Linked DNA regions of Mus musculus: region 1 is linked to region 2. A link is a contact called in public promoter capture Hi-C data. All regions are on one chromosome and are shown on one strand. Each heading gives the region's core, a stretch centred on a gene start, on an enhancer-like site or on the middle of the called end of the contact. The rest is flanking DNA. Distances are from core to core; before and after follow the strand shown. Region 1 overlaps Bfsp1 (beaded filament structural protein 1, in lens-CP94). Region 2 holds the start of Snrpb2 (U2 small nuclear ribonucleoprotein B).

Region 1 (4,832 bases), core at 1,011-3,510, 780 kb after region 2:
AGACTTGTGAGAGTTGTCTTCTGAACTCCACACATGCATGCACATATATGCACGAGTGAACACACACGAGAGAGAGAGAGAGAGAGAGAGAGAGAGAGAGAGAGAGAGAGAGAGAGAGAGAGGGGGGGGGGGTGTAAATGTCCTGTGTTTTGTTTTGCTTCAGGGATGGTGCCCTGATCAAGCGCTGATGCTGAATCTCACCACTAGATGGCGGTAAAGAACCTTGATGAAAAAGAGGTCAGGGCTCATCCTGTTTGCCAATCAATAAAACCGTTTTCAGGTCCTGTCAAGACACTGAATTGTCTGTCATTCCTTGTCCGCCTGGAAGAAATTAATCCCCAGGGGACTTGGGCACCTGTGTTTGGCTGACTTGAAGGAGAGGCCCCCAGCTCCAATCTCGGGCTCTGTTCTTAGAGGCATGGATCTAATGCCTGTGGAGCCGCCTGGAGGACTTGTTACGACAGGAGTTGCCAGGCCACAGCTGGTCTGGATGTACCCGTGAATCTGCACTTCTGACAAGTTCCCAGATGCTGCTGATGCTGCTGGGCCAGGGAACTTACCCTGAAGGTCCTAACCGGGAGACATTCTGGAAGCATCGAAAACCTTAACCAGCACCACAAAGTAAGTTATTTAAATTAATTAAATTAATCCTAATCACATAAGCCAAGGAGGAGGAGAAGGAGGAGGGGGAGGGGGAGGGGGAGGGGGAGGAGGAGGAGGAGGAAGAGGAGGAGGAGGAGGAGGAAGAAGAAGAAGAAGAAGAAGAAGAAGAAGAAGAAGAAGAAGAAGAAGAAGAAGAAGAAGAAGCAGAAGCAGAAGCAGCAGCAGCAGCTAAGAGGAGAAGTTGGAGGCAGAGGGTTAGACCCAGGACTTTACACACAGCGCTGGCGTGGAATAGCCTTGGGCCAAGGAATGCACAACCTCTTTGACTAAACAGGGTCCTCCCCACTATAGCCTGTCGGAATTGACTTGTACCAACCACACACCCGACACTGTGAGCAAGTTCTCCCATAAGATCCTCCAGCAGGGGCCCAGGTGGACTACACACACACACACACACACACTTTATGCCACCCTGGGAGACCCAGAACAGAGAGACCAACCTGCTTGCCCCACTCCCTGACTTACAGAACAGTGTGAAAATGAGAAAATACGCAGGAGCCACGTCACATACATGGGCTGTGACAACCCGTGAAGGTGGCACACCTGAGGTTCATTAGACCAATTTTTGTTATTTTGTTAGACCAATTTTGTTATGTTCAGTATTTTGTTACTGAACAGTCACCTCTCTGGATCCTAAGAGTCCCAATCAACCAATTATGCCTCTGCTGAAAAATATATATATATGTGTGTGTGTGTGTGTGTGTGTGTGTGTGTGTGTGTGTGTATAACCATGTTTGTCATCATTTCCTAAATAATAAAAAATAAAACTACTTATACCCACTCACACTATCCTGGATGTTATAAGTTGTTGGGGTTGAGTTCAAGGCTATGGGAGAACTTCATAGTTCACATACAAGCACTAAGCACTTTGGAGTCTTGAGCAAGTGTGATTTTCAGTACCTGTGGGGTTGTGAAGACTAATCCCCCTTGGATACTGACAAGCGACTGTACATGCCCTGCAGAGCATCATGGACGTGCACTGGTCCACTTGACCACAGTGTGGAAGCACTGTGCTTTCTGTAGAGGCCATGCTTCCTGTTTGCATTTTGCCTTCGTGCATAGCAGTGGTGTGGCAGCAAGCCATGACTGTATCAGCCAGGACACACCCTACACTCGACAGGGTGCTGTGCTGTAAGGTTGGGGTGTGTAATAGATAAGTGGGCCATATAAAAGCCATGTGCACCTCAGGTTACTTCAGCTTGCTGCAGATTCATCCAGACATGACCCCTCGAGTCAAGGACACTGGATAACATATGGATAACTATCTTTATAGAATTGGCTTGCTTTGAATAATTTTTTTTGCCTTCAACAACATTTTATGAGAAAGGATCCACAAACTTCACCAGACTAATAAAATCTAGGGACAGGGAAGGGAACCTAGAGGAGAAAGTGAGACCCTACCTTAGACACAGAGATAAACTGCTAAGTCTCAGTAGTGTCAGAGGCTGAGAACAGGACCTGACCCAACAGTTATACCTCATGTACTCAGAAACCAGGCCAAGCCTGTTGTTTCCCACCCAATGAACTATAACTAAGAGTTTGAAAAACATGGGTTTCCAGGACCATAACAGGCCTGCACCTGCTTCCTCAGTCCCATGCACACATGCACAATACACACATCCCACATGCAGGCACATGTACCCTACATCAATAGATCACACACTTCCTATACATATCATGGTTTTATAGCCATCAAAAATATGTGTGCACACAAAGAAAGACAAACAGTCTCCCCCCTCCCCCCCCCCCGCAGAACTAAAATTTTCCATGTGAGGCTAGGGCCTTGATCTTTTTAGTATCTAGGGCTGTGTTTTTCAACTTTGTCACCCAGACCACAGGAAGTGACATAGTTCACACCATAGGCCACATCATATGTGTGCATTTGAGCAAATACATGTGTAGTCAAAAATATACAGATACATTTAAGACAAAAGTTTTCCAGGATAAACTTTGTATACTTCTCACTGCCATGCATTCTGTTACTTCTTATTCCCAGCGCCATTGTGTTGCTTTCTTCTAATTTTTTATAAAGACTTATGTATTTACTGTACGTATATGAACACACTGTCACTATCTTCAGACACACCAGAAGAGGGCATCAGATCCCACTACCGATGGTTGTGAGCCACCATGTGGTTGCTGGGAATTGAACTCAGGACCTCTGGAAAAGCAGCCAGTGCTCTTAACCCCTGAGCCATCTCTCCAGCCTGCTTTCTTCCTTTTTTGTACCAGTCAATTCTACTGAATTCATTTTACACCTGGTGAATTTCAAGGAACAATTTGAAAACCACAGTCTCCAGAACCGGGACTGGGCCTACACCCACTTCCTCAGTCACATGTAAAACACTTACACCATACACACATCCCACGTGCATGCACATATGCCCTACACAGATAGATGAATAAGTCATACTTCATATGAACATCACACGCCACACATATACCTGACATTACACACCCCACATATACACATGTATATACACATACATGCACACATGCAGAGCCCACGCACCCTTCACATTACACATGCATGCAATATACATATCATACACACTTTACAATATACTCTACATACATACACAGCAAATACACTCAAATCACCTCATATACTCACACACTACCCACAGACCTTATATACACATATACGACATACACCACACACACTATATACATATCACACACACACACCACATTCTCTACATAAACATTTCTCCATCTCTCCCTTCTCCACTCCCCTCCCTCCCTCAAAAGAAACCACGGTCACTGAGAAGTATCTAGTCCCTGAGGCATGGTTATGTCCTGGGAAGAAGGCATTTTTAAGGCCTGACTCAATTTCTCTCCTGTGATCTTTCACTCAGGGGGCAACCACTGTTCCTTGTTGCCCCCTTGTTGTAGCATTGTCTTCTGGGACTGCTGCACAGTGAGAGCTTTATGAGGGGCCCAGTGGGGATGGAAAACAGGATGTCAGAAATGGTGATTAAATGAGAATCCAGTTAAGTTTTTCCTGATGCCCTGGACTCTGAACAGTAGGCCCTGAGTGTCATGACAACCCAGATGCCCCGGGTTTTACAGTCAGAATTTTAGATCTTTTTCTCGTTTGTTCCTTGAGGGTACCTGTCTACTAAATGCCAATTGATTGGTTTGGGATGTGTGGTTACCCAGCTGTAGGAAGGGCAGCATTTAAGCCCGACATTCAACGTCTCTGTGCCCATCTGCATGGAAATGAGAGCGTGTGAAGCAGTCAGGGCTGTGAACCATGAAACCCACAACTTAAAAGGAAACAGAACTGTGAGCCTCACACTAGCAGACATCTCATGAGAGGCGAACACTGGTACAAGCCAGCCTCCTGCCTCCCTGCGGGCACTCTTCCCAGACCATCATCAATTCCAAAGGAGAGACCACAGGGAGAGGAAAAACAGGGATGCCCAGATTTGAGTGAATATGTGGTTAAAACCCTGGTGTGTGTGTGTGTGTGTGTGTGTGTGTGTGTGTTTTCTAAATGTTAACAGGCTTGACAAAGGCAAAGTGATCCATGATGAGATGTGTTATTTTCCTTGGTAGAAGAGATGTGACTCAATGGAGACAAGAGAAGAGCCACCATGAGGCTGGGTGTCCACGTGTCCCTGTCTCCATCCCTGTCATCCTATGTCCCAGAACTCTTCTTAGCAGAATGCTAAAACACACATTCCGGGAAATCTCAGCCCAGGGCAAAGCAAGGTGTTTGTTCCCCTGCTCAGAATGCTGTGGTGCAGGGCACACGGGTGTGCTGAGTCTGTACACCACAGAACTGGACACCTCTGCCTTCATGTGTCGGTTCAATAAGATACGCCGAAGATGGATCATACCTGGGCCTGCAGCTCAGCTTTCTGTGCCTGCAGGTGGGTGACTGCCTCTCGGCCCTCCTCCAGCTGGTTCTGCAGGGCAGCCACTTCCCGTTCTGTGAACAGCTTCTCCTGCATGAGGAGGCCAGACTGAGATTCAGACAAAGAAGTGCAAAGATAAAAGAGACAATGAAGGAGTAAGAACCCTTCTTTGTATCCCCCCAAGCTCATGTGCCAATCCCCGATCTGCTAAGGCATTGGTGAGTGGAAACCTATGGAAGGTGATTAGGGTCATGAAAACGGAGCTCCGTTAGGACTTAGTGCTAATGAGAAGACGAAGAGGTAACG
Region 2 (4,924 bases), core at 1,157-3,656:
AGAATCTTTTATTTGCTTGTTATAATTGTTGTCTCTGAGGCTTATTGCCTCAATCTTGCTTCTATCTATCTATCTATCTATCTATCTATCTATCTATCTATCTATCTATCTATCTATCTATCTACCTACCCATCTATCTATCTACTTATCTACCTCTCCTGAATTGCTCTGCTTGATCTCAAATTAACTCTAGCAATCTGTCCTAATATTCAGGGTCTTTCTCATTTAACTTTACCTGTGTCTAGCTTATTCTCTCTTCAATAAGTCTCTTAAATCTCTCCTGGTAAAACTGACTCTTCCTCCTCTTTCTCCTCTTTCTCCTCTTCTGCCTCTTCCTCCTCCTCCTCCTCCTCCTCCTCCTCCTCCTCCTCCTCCTCCTCCTCCTCCTCCTCCTTCTTCTTCTCTCTCTCTCTCTCTCTCTCTCTCTCTCTCTCTCTCTCTCTCTCTCTCTCTCTCCCTCTCTCTCTCTCTCCCTCTTTCTGCACTGCCCTCTTAAATAGCTTCTCTTTCCTCTCTTATGAAAGTTGGCCACATCCTATTCTGTCAAATCTTCTCCTGATTCATAACTTTGTCTGCCACTCAATCAGACATCACACCATTTTCAAACGGGTGACTCCTTCTACCAACTAACATTACCTTCACTGTTTGGGATTAAAGGTGTGTACTCAGGGCAAGTCTGTATTCCAGCCAGAGATATTAAAGGTGTGTGCTAAAACCGAGTCACACCAAAGCAGAAATAGCTTCTCTCAATAAACAACACAATCCCCGGGTTCACGGTGTGATCAAATATCCTGCAACAACCTGGAAAGCCTCTTCCCCTTCATTCCTTACCAAATCCTATTTCAAGTCTTAGTTTCCCAGTCATTCAAGAAACCGATGAAGACCCATTCAAGAAAGCTTGCAGTGGGAGAGCCGGGTGTGGTGGTGGTACATGTCTTTAATCCCAGCATTTGGGAGGCAGAGGCAGGTGGATTTCTGAGTTCGAGGCCAGCCTGGTCTACAAAGTGAGTTCCAGGACAGCCAGGACTATACAGACAAGAAGAAAAAAAAAAAGCTTGCAGGGATTACTCATGGATATAAAAATGTGTTCATTCTTTATAAGTGAACCTGGAAAAGAGCATAGAAGCCACTGACACTGAGTTGTCATCGGACAATTTCTTCTTTGCTGTGCAAAAGGTATAGTAGCTGAGACTCAAGCTTTGATAGAATAGGTATGGCATTTCTTTAAATCTCTTTATTTTTTTCCCAAGTGGAGTGTCCTTGCATGTTTATCAATTTGCTTTTTGAAAATAGCTACGAACTCTCTCTCGGCCAGATGAATGTATATAACACAGGCAGGTTATAGCTTATTCCAATGCTCTCATTACCACCAAGCACAGTTAATCAACTGCTCAGACCTTCTGTTGCTTAGAAAGTGTTTCGTATTTACTTGATGCCCTTTTGCTAAGAACATACTCGATATTGTTTTTATAAAAGCCAAACTGGTTTCCATATCTATGTAATTAAAGAACACTTTTTCTGTGGTTGTTTAACATTATTTCCTACATTTACAGGATTTTCACTGGATATCACACTTGTTTTATTATGACCTAATTTTCACGGAACTTCATTCAATCGTCTGAATCATATTTATCGAGTATAAGCCATTCTCCTAATCACTTCAGTGAAAAAAGCATATAAAATTACTACTCTCAAAACACTATTTCCATCCTGCAACTTCATGTGACTTTCAAAAATTAGAAACCTCAGGCTGGTAAAATCAACCAATTTGGTCCTTACCCCAATTTTTAGCCTAGAAAAATCCAAGCATTTTGTGAGGAAAGGAGAGGGTGGGGGAGTGGGCGGGAGTTAACTGTGTCTAAGTGAGTTTAGGCTCTTTAGTTTGCTCGCTCCTGAAGCCTGGTGAGAGTACCATCAACGACTAAAATTCTCTTTGTTCAGGGGTCGAAGACTGGGCTGCATCTAAGACGTAATCTATAGAGTGCTGGCTGGTGTGTTCTTTCAGACTCCTGGAGATTGACAACTAGAGATTGACAATGGTGTTAAGTCAAGTTGACCAGGACCCATAGAAAGGCTTGACTAACTTGTGGCTGGAGACAGGCTCCTGTAAAATTGTATCACATCCTATAGTTGGGAAGCTTCAAAGTCGCAGTAAGGGAAACGACCCCCTACCCTTCCCTCCTCTGCCTCCACAGCTTGGCCCCCGGGTCCTAATTTGATCCCTTCCAGTTCTCCCCCTTTCCACAAACTTCCTAGCCCACAGGAATGCGCGTGCGCAGAAAGATTCCGCCTTGGCCGGCCGGGGCGAGGAGGGCTCGATTGAATCGGTGCTCGACTCTTCGACTTCTCTGAGTTCGATTGAGGAGTTTGGCCGCCCTCTTCCGGCGCGGGGAAGCTCTTCCGGTATTAGTTTCAAGCGGACCGCGCCGGCTTCAGGTGAGTCTCTCGGGTTCTTTTTCGCTGTGGCTGGTCTCAGGGTTTGGCGGGATCCGCCCCGTCCGCGGTAACTGAGCCGGCGAGGGCGAAGGTGTCGTCGGTTGCGTGGTCCTCGGTCCGCGGACGTATAGGAGGAAGGGACGGCGACCCCAGGGCTGGCGGAATGAGGCCCGGCGTCACAGCCTGTTCTCTGCAGGATGGTTGGGTTTTTAATGTCAGAGGACCCTGGTGTTGGGTGGATTGGCCGGTGTGTAAAGAGGCTCAAGCGGACACATAGGAATTAGCCCAGGGGGAGAGAATGGCCCGTGACTTGCTTGGAGGAGCAGGGTGTGCAGTTCACTGTGCACTCTCGGCCTCTTCTCCCCGGCAGCCTTTGGGTTTCTGGTGCCCTTGCACTATTTCAGCCCAAAGGAGCTAATGCCAGAGCCTGTGCTCTTGTCCCTCTCTTGAGTCCCAGCCCTTCTCCAGGTTCCCATGTAGAGAGGCAAGCCTGTGAGAAACGTTACCTATTATCCGTTGCCTACATAGTACAGGCCCTTCCTATAAGTTGTTCAGAGCAGCTTGTTGTGTGACGTTAAGACACTTGTGTCCTTTAACGAGTGATAGCTATCGATAATAAATAGTAACTGTAGATGCTAACTGGTGCAGACTGATACATATCTGTCTCATAATTTTATAGGCTCCATTTTATAGGTGCTGTTAGTAGCCATAATTTGTAGCTGGGGACTTGAGACATTAAGGAACTTGCCCCCCATCGAAGTAGGTTGTAAAATCGTAAACAGAACTTAAATCCGTATCTTATTGATACAAGAATCTGAGCTCTGAACTGTCAACCTTGACCACTCTTGAGACTCACATAGTGGGAAAGAGACAGAAGTGAAAGCCCCTGAGAGGTCGTTCTCTGACCTCAACATACACGATGGCACAGGTAAACAAACACACACACACACACTAATCGTTTAAATCAATACATTCATGAGTGCATCTATGAACTGTCTTAATTTGTATTGTTCTATTACAATGACTTTTTAAAACTAGGTGCGTGTTTACTGATCTTTCACAAAATGTTCAAATCATTTTACTGAAAAACCATTTTCTGGTGAATATGATCAAAACACATGACATTCTCAAAGAATTAATAAATATACTTTCGAAAGTTATGTCATTATGTAGATGAAAGGACAGTATCATTTAAGTGGGGATAAAAGAAGTATATAACCTTGAATAATATGTTTTTAAATCTGCCTATGTATTGACAGATTCTACCAATTTGTAGAACCTTGGTATTGTCCTTCCAAGGTTTGATCTTGAGAGCTGTTTTCCATTTGACTAAAAGAGATGGCTGTGGGAGGTAGGGCGGGGTGATTAAGAGTTGTGTCATGCTGTACACCTGCGTGATTTAACCCTCTTTGCTAATAACTGATTATTTATTATTTCTTTTAGGCTATTGGAAGGGTTCTACCCAAACATGGATATCAGACCAAATCACACGATTTATATCAACAACATGAATGACAAAATTAAAAAAGAAGGTATGTTCTTTTAAAAACACCTTTTTACAACCAAACTGTGCTTATTTGTTGTATCTTAAGAATGGTCTCCATCTCTTCTCTAGTCATCTTGGTGCTCAACAATGGTTTATTCCATTTTTACACACCTTTCAGGTTTTTTAATATAAGAATATACAGGGATTGAAGTGCTTTGAATTGTTTTAACTCACAAAGGGGGGGGGGCGCTGGAGAGGTTGCTCAGTGGTTAAGAGCACTGACTGCTCTTCCAGAGGTCCTGAGTTCAAATCCAAGCCACATGGTGGCTCACAACCATCTGTAATGGGATCTGATCCCTTTTCTGGTGTGTTTGAAGACAGCTATAGTGTATAATATATTAAGTTTAGTATATATATATTAAAGTTAGCTTACAAGTGGTTTCAAATAATTGTTTAAATTGGTTAGCCAATGGGACAGTGGTTTTTTGTTAAATCACTATAAATAAATGAATGGTAGAGATGGTTATTGTTATTTTATGAAGAAATTAATCATTGTTTCCTTCACAAATGTTTTCTTTCTTATTTGAACAGAATTGAAGAGATCCCTGTATGCCCTTTTTTCTCAGTTTGGACACGTGGTAGATATTGTGGCTTTAAAGACCATGAAGATGAGGGGACAGGCTTTTGTTATATTTAAGGAACTGGGTTCATCCACAAATGCTTTGAGACAGTTACAAGGATTTCCATTTTATGGTAAACCAATGGTGAGCTAACGCTGTTATTTTTGCTTTAATCATTATTGGATGCTACGGTGGACTTTCTTAAGTGTAGAGTTAATGCCGAGCTATTGCTTTTTGGTTTTGTTTGTTTGTTTAGAGAAATTTGGGGGATATTATGTAACAAGGTCTCAGGAAAGCCAAGGCCCATGGTTTAGAAGATCTGAATCCTCATTCTGGTTCTGGCATTGGTAGATTTTGTCCCTCTGTCATGCCCACCACCACT

What was found. Promoter capture Hi-C pulls out the DNA fragments that hold promoters and counts their contacts.
Region 1: a contact with region 2 is called in a promoter capture Hi-C map of pre-B cells, with 5 times the contacts expected there. The contact joins the enhancer-like site here to the promoter of Snrpb2 in region 2. A contact is called at or near these places in 4 of 39 promoter capture datasets (embryonic stem cells, frontonasal cranial neural crest and pre-B cells) and 1 of 115 datasets of contacts at active chromatin or transcription factors (embryonic stem cells).

The regions. Positions count from the first base shown.
Region 1 is chr2:143,837,166-143,841,997 of GRCm38.p6, forward strand. It overlaps Bfsp1 (beaded filament structural protein 1, in lens-CP94), which reads right to left. Exons shown (of 8, transcript NM_009751.2): 5 at 4,509-4,616. Among named protein-coding and RNA genes, the nearest start is that of Bfsp1, 24 kb to the right of the region's middle. Within about 2 kb of position 2,261, at least 73 of the 459 cell types and tissues checked have an H3K27ac peak or open chromatin away from gene starts, as enhancers often do. A contact at or near this core is called in pre-B cells, where this site is marked.
Region 2 is chr2:143,060,663-143,065,586 of GRCm38.p6, forward strand. It overlaps Snrpb2 (U2 small nuclear ribonucleoprotein B), which reads left to right and starts at 2,407. Exons shown (of 7, transcript NM_021335.3): 1 at 2,407-2,436; 2 at 3,880-3,968; 3 at 4,514-4,686. The coding sequence starts at 3,905.